2 separate regions of the Sus scrofa genome follow, and region 2 is linked to region 1. A link is a contact called in public HiChIP or PLAC-seq data. All regions are on one chromosome and are shown on one strand. The core of a region is the stretch at or near the end of the contact, and the rest is flanking DNA. Distances in the headings are between cores, read along the strand shown.

Region 1 (4,004 bases), core at 128-2,627:
ACTGGATTCAAGTTCCAGTTTTGCCACTCTGTATGACTGTACAAATCACACAACTTCTCTCATTTATACAATAAGGGTAATTAATAATCTCTGTTCTTGACTATGTCATAGGGGTTTTGGGAGGATTAAAGAAAATAGTGTTGGGAGTTCCCGTCGTGGCACAGTGGTTAACGAATCCGACTAGGAACCATGAGGTTGCGGGTTCGGTCCCTGCCCTTGCTCAGTGGGTTAACGATCCGGCGTTGCCGTGAGCTGTGGTGTAGGTTGCAGACGCGGCTCGGATCCCGCGTTGCTGTGGCTCTGGCGTAGGCCGGTGGCTACAGCTCCGATTCAACCCCTAGCCTGGGAACCTCCATATGCCGCGGAAGCGGCCCAAGAGATAGCAACAACAACAACAACAACAACAAGACAAAAAAAAAAAAAAAAATAGTGTTGGAGTGCCATATATGAAGCGTTTGTTTTACTAACTAATGCAAATAAGATTAGGAAGTAAGTCAACTTCAAAAACACATAATATTTTCTTTAAGATCAGATACATAAGAATTTCAAAATTTTCAGTGTTGAGCAAGTATGAACAACTGAGAAAAATTGAAAAAATGTATAATGAACCTCTAAAGCTAAAAATGGGTTAATTACCTAAACATAAAAGTAACTTTATAAAGATAATTTTTTTTTTTTTGTCTTTTTAGGGCTGCACCTGTGGCATATGGAGGTTCCCAGGCTGGGATCAAGTTGGAGCTGTAGCTGTTGGCCTGTGCCATGCCACAGCCACAGAAATGTGGGATCTGAGCCGTGTCTGCAGCCTACACCACAGCTTACAGCAATGCTGGATCCCCAACCCACTGAGCAAGACCAGGGGTTGAACCTGCATCCTCGTGGGTACTAGTCAGATTCATTTCTGCTGAGCCACAACAGGAACTCCTATAAAGATAAAATTTTGAAATAATTCTCTACTAGCTCTAAGGTCTTCTGTTAGCTTAATGAGTTAAAAAAATATTAGTAGTTTGGTCTTTAATAACTCATTAGGGGAATAACTAATACTATTAATATATGATAAATAATACCTATACTAAGCAGATATTTATCTTGATAGTTTAGATGCATACTACATAAATGATGAATACTGTCAAAGCAATTTTGGATAGTCACAGCTGTGTGAATGGGTGTATTTGCCTGGATAACATGAGTTGAAAGTATGCTTCCTGATATAAAAATAAATGGACAGTAAATTTTTCTCTTACCTTTGTGTTTTGAATGAGTCTTTCACCTTTGGGCACACTGGGGTTAATTGCAGTGGCAATGCCATCACATCCATAGTTATTCAAATTTACTGTTGAGCTGTGCACCCAGGCAAGAGATGCGCAGTTAGGAACACTAACACTCAGACTGAGCATCATTCTGCAGATGTTGCAGTAAACTTGTTGGAAATGTAAGGAGAATATGTATGTACCTGCTTAACCTAGAAATTTGACTCTAGACTCAAATATTTGCATAAATATAATGTCTAATTAAATATTTTGATGGACTTCCTTATATTCTAAAGCATTGTTTAGTTTTTAAGTAGCAATAGGGATTATGTTCAACGTTTATCATACTTTTTTCTGAGACAGCTAAATTGTTAAGTGCTCATTGAAATGAGCAGTTCTTTTGGATTATTTGTGTAGTTGTCACCCACATTGTGGTGGCGGCTCTTTGTCGTCGTCGACTGGTATGAGGTATCTTCCTGTCCTGGGGTCTGTTTATAGCAAAGTATTCTGTGCGAGGATGAGGAACTGAAATGAAAAGCACCAGGAAATAACAGATGAAAAGGACCTGATTAAAAAGCAGAACAAAACAAACAAAAATGAATTAAGGAACTAGAATGGGAGTGGCGGTGAGTTAGGGTTTCTCTTCCTTTTTTAGATGGGAGTGATACAAGCACAGTGATTGAGGACAGCTATGGGTTAAGGGGGAACTGGATTTTTTGATTACCTTCTGCGATGATTATTCGGGTATTTTAATTTTCAAATAGCACTGAATGCTTTAAGTCCTCAAGTAAACTTAATATGCTTCAATCAGACTTCTTTTTTGTTTTGAACACAAATCTGCCAATGATTTTTATCTTGACATAACTGTACACATAGCATTGTGAGCTGGCTTTGGAGTCAGATGACTCTAAACCTGACCTTTGCCTTGGTCATTTAAGTCTTGTGATTCTTTTTTAAAATTGAGGTATAGTCACTGTGCATTATTATGTAAGTTTCAGACATATGACATAGTGATTCTCAATTTTAAAAGATTATATTACATTTATAGTTATTATAAAATATTGTTTATACTTCCTGTGGTGTACAATGTATCTTCTTAGTTTATATGTTTTATACATAATAGTTTGTACTTCTTAACCCCTCTACCCCTATTTCTCCCCTCCCCTCATCTCTCTCCCCACTGGAAACCACTAGTTTGTTCTCTATGTATGTGAGTCTGTTTCTTTTTTTGTTATATTTACTAGTTTTATTTTTTAGATTTCACATATAAATGAAATCATGCAATATTTGTCTTTGTCTACCTCATTTCACTTAGCATAACCTCCAATTCCATTCAAGTTGTTGCAGATGAGAAGATTCCATTCTTTTAATGGCTGCGTAGTATTCCATTGTATATATGTGCCACATCTTTATCCATTCATCTGCTGATGTACACTTTACTTGCTTGTACATCTTGGCGATTGTAAATAATGCTCCAATGAACATTGGGGTGCATATATCTTTTCAAATTAGTGTTTGAGGTTTTTTTTTTTTTTTTTTTTTTTTTGGATATATATCCAGGAGCGGAGTTGCTTGGTCATGTGGTAGTTTTCAGTTTTTTTGAGAATCTCCATACTGGTTTCCACAGTGGCTATACCAGTTTGCTTTCCTGCCAACAGAGTGCAAGCATTCTCTTTTCTCTACATCCTCCCCAACATTTGGTATTTATGGTCTTTTAAATGATAGCTGTTTTGACAAGTGAGTCACATGATTCTTAGTAAAATTGTGTGGCCCTTTTTAGGTCTAGTTTATTTTCTGTGGTATTGTAATAAATATGGATGTTTAAATGAGTGAATATATGGAAAGCACTTCACACAAGATTTCTGACACCTGATAAGCACTCAATAAATGTTACCCATTATTATTAAACATTATACATTTTATTATGTTTCCAAAACTCACATTAAAATTTTGGCAGTTATATCCTATGTTTTTATTGGCTTCTCTTGTAAAATTTTAAATATAGTTATCCAATATTTAGTTGGAGAATGAGGAGTCACTGAGCCTGCCAGAAAAAGACTAGAGGAGGAACCGTCTGTCAAAAGTGAAATTAAAAGCTCTTTGCTTGTATCCTTTCCTTGTTGGTCCACTTTCGGTGTGGTCTCAACATAAAACCTTCTCAAACATCCACACTAGAAGTAAGCTTTCTTTCTTTTGAACTACCTGAAGCCATTTATTACATACTACAGGTATTGTATTTGTTGTAATTATTATACATAATATACCTCCCCTACTAGATAATAAGCTCGTGGAGGGAAAGAGATTATTCTTTTCTGAGTTTAACCTCTCTCAACATTTCCTTAAACCATAAAATGTGGACAATAATACCTGTCTGGAAGGTATCTTATGAGGAGTAAATGAAATAACACATGAAAGCACTTACATCATAAGTGTTTGGTACATTGTAGGTGCTCAATTAATGCTTAGTCCATGCTTTTCCTTATTTCTTTTAATTCATATGAAAAAATATATGAATGCTTAGTTCCCTGATATTTTTAAATTTAACATATAATTTTTTATTATAAAATGGGAATATTTTCCGGTTTTTTTAATTCAGTGAATTTTATTATATTTATAGTTGTACAGCCATCATCACAACCTAATTTCACATTTCCATCCCCAACCCCACACATTCCTGTTTTTAAAAGTCAGTGTTTAATGTTCTATGAAAGATGCTGTCTCATACATTGACTCATTAGAACATTAATTAATGCATTT
Region 2 (4,459 bases), core at 442-2,941, 160 kb after region 1:
TGCCTGCCTCTAGCGGTCGTGGTGTCCAGTGCGCTCCCGCAGTGTTGGATGTCAGCGAGGCGCAAGGGAGTGGGTCTGAGTAGACGGCGCCCGACAGCCTGGAGAGGATGTGCTTTCAGTCTAGCCCAGAACCTTGAGGCAGGAAGAAGGCAGCGACACGCTAAGACACACGAACAACCGAGACGTGGTGCCACATCTGTTCTTACTCATGTTTTTCCCTTCTTTAGCCAACTGCTTATGTTGGCAATTCTGATACAGAAGGAAGGGGAAGAAAGAGTAACCCATGGCTCCCTTTCCTTTCTGCCTTTCCTTATTCACCAGTGAGCCAGAGGTAGCGCGCGTAGGGCCAGATGTGAAATAAAAACACTTGCATTCGTTTTTTGTGCAGGGTTTTCACTGTTGTGGCAAGAATGAAATATATATGTGTAGGAGCTATAAATTACAAAGTGTGTATTCCACATGCAATTTAAATGCTCTTATATGTGCCTTTAGAACTAGCATTGCCCCATCTAAAGATGAAGGGTAAAAGTCATAAGAATACTTTAAAATTGTGGCTTTTTAAAATTTAGAATAACTTTAAATAGCAAATAAAAAGCACAATGACAAACCAATGAACACTGTGAAAGACAGGAAAAAGCTTTGTATTTTAGTAGCTTTGATGACATTATTTGTTTACTGCTGCTTAAACAAGGGATCTCACGTTATCGTTTTGCCCTGGGTCCTCAGCTGGTGTCACTGATCCTTTCCTCTTTCTATGGGATAAGAAGTCCCAGGGCCGAGAGGCTGGGCACACCAGAGCTGGGCCCCTTCTCCTCCTGATCACACCACACATGCCTGAAACCTGAAGTTCCCTGCTAGGTGGCTGAGCCTCCTTCCATGGCCTGCCTGGGCCACAGCTGGCGTGGGTGCCAGGATCCGCTCTCCCCAGGGCAGGTCGCCTCAGAGGTGTGTTCACTCTGGACTGGAGAGCTGGGCAAAGGGCAGTGGCTGATGAGCTGTGCGGGCTGCGGGGCCACACCCAGATGGGTGGTTCCTCGAGGTGAGCACTGGACTTGGCGGGGGAGGAAGAACCGAGGGTGCCCTGTGGTCCGTCTGTCCCGGAGCCGCCATGTCCAGCATGACACTGGAAGGGGTCAGAGAATTTTAAGTTTGAATCTGGCCTTTCACGTCATTAGGAAAGTACTTTTGCCAAGCCTGACGGTGTCACAGCTTGCGAGCCTGACTTATAGTGTTTGCATATTTGGAGACGTGGCCTGTGGTCTCCATTTACACTTTTGCCTCAGGCCCCTCAGATGTTGGGGAGGGACACGACGTGAGTACGAAAAGCACCCAGTAGATGGGGGCTGCCCTCGAGAGGAGATGGTGGAGCAAATAGTGACGGAAATGATGCGCCCCCATTGGCTTCTCAGACGAGGCTCCGAGGCCCCGCTCGCCTCTCCCTGCTCCCACGCCCCCTCCGCCCCGGGTAGGTGGTGGTCGTGGCCCTGGCAGCCTTCTGCTCTCCCGTCCCAGAGACGGAGGCCGTGCTCTCCCCAGCCTGGCCGCCTGGAGAGCTGGTCCCTTCTCCTCCTGATCACACCACACATGCCTGAAACCTGAAGTTCCCTGCTAGGCGGCTGAGCCTCCTTCCATGGCCTGGCTGCTTGAGGCGCTTGGGTAACACAGCCGCGCCCCGTGGGGAGGATGGGCGGCCTGAGTCACGCGCCAGCTGGGTTCGCCCTCTGCGGCCGGGGCTGTGCTGTCCAGTCTGCTGCTCATCATGCCTGCTTTGGTTTGGGGTTTGTTTCTAAGGGAGCTGGGATTACTTTGACGTTGAGGAAAATATTTCTCTCTCTAATAGCTAAAGTAGGTTAAGAAGAACCATTTAATGTCCCCCTTTTCTCCTGAGGTGCTAGGGACGAGGTAACACAGACTTTTCTCAGCTATGCTAACTGTGCATAGCTGAGGTTTTCTCATTCAGTGAATATCCTGTCCTATTTAGATCCTACTGGATTGTCAGCTTCATTTCTGTGAAATTTTACTCTAAGCCTCCTTGAACACTGTTTTATTATTTTTATTTTTTGTCTTTTTAGGGCGGTATCTGCAGCATATGGAAGTTCCCAGGCTAGGGGTTGAATTGGAGCTGAAGCAGCTGGCTTATACCATGGCCACAGCCAGTGCAGGATCTGAGCTGCATCTGCAACCACCACAGCTCACAGCAACGCCAGATCCTTAACCTACTGAGCAAGGTCAGGGATTGAACCTGTGTCTTCACGGATGCTAGTCAGATTCGTTTCCACTGAGCCACGACAGGAACTCCAAACACTGTTTTATTGATTTGTCTGCTCTTTGTTTTAATGAATCACTTTAACAGATATGCTTGCAAAACATGGTTTTTGGAAATATTTTGGTGTTTCTTCAAATGTCTAAATGTAGAATTATTTGGGGGTCCATTAAGGCCACATGTGGAGTGGTTTGTTTTTTAAGTATAATTTTTTTTTTGTCTATTTGCTATTTATTGGGCCGCTTCTGCGGCATATGGAGGTACCCAGCCTAGGGGTCTAATCGGAGCTGTAGCCACCAGCCTACGCCAGAGCCACAGCAACGCGGGATCCGAGCCGCATCTGCAACCTACACCACAGCTCACGGCAACGCCAGATCGTTAACCCACTGAGCAAGGCCAGGGACCGAACCCGCAACCTCATGGTTCCTAGTCGGATTCGTTAACCACTGCGCCACGACGGGAACTCCATAAGTATAATTTTTAAAAAATAGTGCTGTGGAGTTCCTGTCATGGCTCAGTGGTTGACAAATCCGACTAGGAACCATGAGGTTGAGGGTTCGATCCTTGGCCTTGCTCAGCGGGTTAAGGACCCGGTGTTGCCATGAGCTGTGGTGTAGGTCATAGACGAGACTCGGTTCCCGCGTTGCTGTGGCTGTAGTGTAGGCCGGTGGCTACAGCTCTGATTGGACCCCTAGCCAGGGAACCTCCATATGCTGCGGGAGCGGCCCAGAAAAGACAAAAAAAAAAAAAAAGGCACTGAAATTTCTTTTCTGTCTCTCATTCTTTAGCTTGTATCGATATCGCTAGTCTATCAATGAGCAAAGGAAGAGACTTAGATCCCTAGAATCACCCCAGAGTGTATCTGGCAGTAGATTTCACCCAACTTGGAATATGTAGTTGTATTTGGAAAAATGGAGGTTTGATTTGGGTTATGTTGTTTCTTTTCTCTTGCTTGGTTTTCCCTCCTTGTTTTGTGCTTATTGCCAGACATCATGAAAGTGGAAGCATCACATTCTCTGGCGGACACCACATGTGGATTAGCTACCAAACCACAGGTTCTTAAAATAGATGCTTCCCCTAAAACAGTGCCCACATACTGTGCATCACTAAGTGCCTGCTTGCTGACTGGCTGCAGAATTCTTGATCACAAAAACCGTGCCTGACCTGTTTACCCATTTTATCCTCCTCCCGTCTAATGGAGCACTTAGGATACAATGCGGGTCCTTTAAAATATACGCCGAATGGATAAACGGGTGCCTCAAGCACACAGACAGTGTGCTTAATGCAAAGCGAGGGGTTTTCAGAACAAGTGTGACGAGAAGGTACGTCAGCGGTGGAGCCGAAGGTGTTGTCCAGGGAGACTCAAAGTGACACACGGGTCTCGCAGGCCCATTCGGGGAAAGAGCCGATGCGCTAGGAGGCAGTCAGCTGATGAGAGGGCGTCACGAAATTACAAAGCCAGTTCCCTGGGGCAGTAAGCAACAACTCGGAGCCGGTGTGACTAGAGTAAGATGCTGGACTTAAGAGTTCATAAGCAGACGAGTTCGAGGGCATTCCCACGTCTAGATGATGGCCTTGGAGGTACTGGGTAAAACCCTACAGAATCGCCAGTATTCTCCCACTTTTCACTGATGGTTCAGTCCAGTAGTTTGCTAACCTTTAGAGAGACTGGTTGAAGAGCAGGGAATTTGCGGCTAAGAGGTTGGCTCACCCCTGAAGATTCTGACACCAGGCAGGGTGATTCCGGAGGGAAGGGAGGAAGCGGGTGGTAACTCCAGGTGGGTGAGGGTGGTAGATGACAGGAAGGCAGGGGAGGAGGAGGCGTAGATCAGCGGCAGCGGGTGGTCATCTAGGACTTGCGGCCTCGTTGGGACGTCGCCGCGGGGAGCCTGGGGAATACTTCTCTCAACCAGCTCCTGGTACTCGGGTGTTGGAGAAGGAGCAGCCTGTTCTAGGGAAAAGGGACTCTTCCAACAAGGCTTCAGGCTCAGCTAGGTAAAGGAGGCAGAGACATTCAGGGAAGACGCAGGATAAAGCTGTGGTTCCTGATGAGACGGTCTAGGTGAGAACCAGCCCTTTATTAGAAAATCCTGAATTACCAATACCCAGGACAGATTCGTAAGATTTACCCACCTATGTAATCATCCCAAACTGACTTAGGTCATTCTTGGGTCACGACGGCATAGAGTGAAATTT

What was found. HiChIP or PLAC-seq counts read pairs in DNA pulled down with a chosen protein or histone mark.
Region 2: an H3K27ac HiChIP or PLAC-seq map of alveolar macrophages shows a contact between it and region 1. The contact joins two enhancer-like sites. A contact is called at or near these places in 2 of 2 datasets of contacts at active chromatin or transcription factors (alveolar macrophages and skeletal muscle).

Annotation. Positions count from the first base shown.
Region 1 is chr4:129,452,119-129,456,122 of Sscrofa11.1, forward strand. All of the region lies in intron 1 of ODF2L (outer dense fiber protein 2-like), which reads left to right. Among named protein-coding and RNA genes, the nearest start is that of ODF2L, 58 kb to the left of the region's middle. Within about 2 kb of position 1,378, at least 8 of the 83 cell types and tissues checked have an H3K27ac peak or open chromatin away from gene starts, as enhancers often do. A contact at or near this core is called in alveolar macrophages, where this site is marked.
Region 2 is chr4:129,614,805-129,619,263 of Sscrofa11.1, forward strand. The region is part of intron 2 of ODF2L (outer dense fiber protein 2-like); the gene reads left to right. Among named protein-coding and RNA genes, the nearest start is that of CLCA4, 24 kb to the left of the region's middle. Within about 2 kb of position 1,692, at least 14 of the 83 cell types and tissues checked have an H3K27ac peak or open chromatin away from gene starts, as enhancers often do. A contact at or near this core is called in alveolar macrophages, where this site is marked.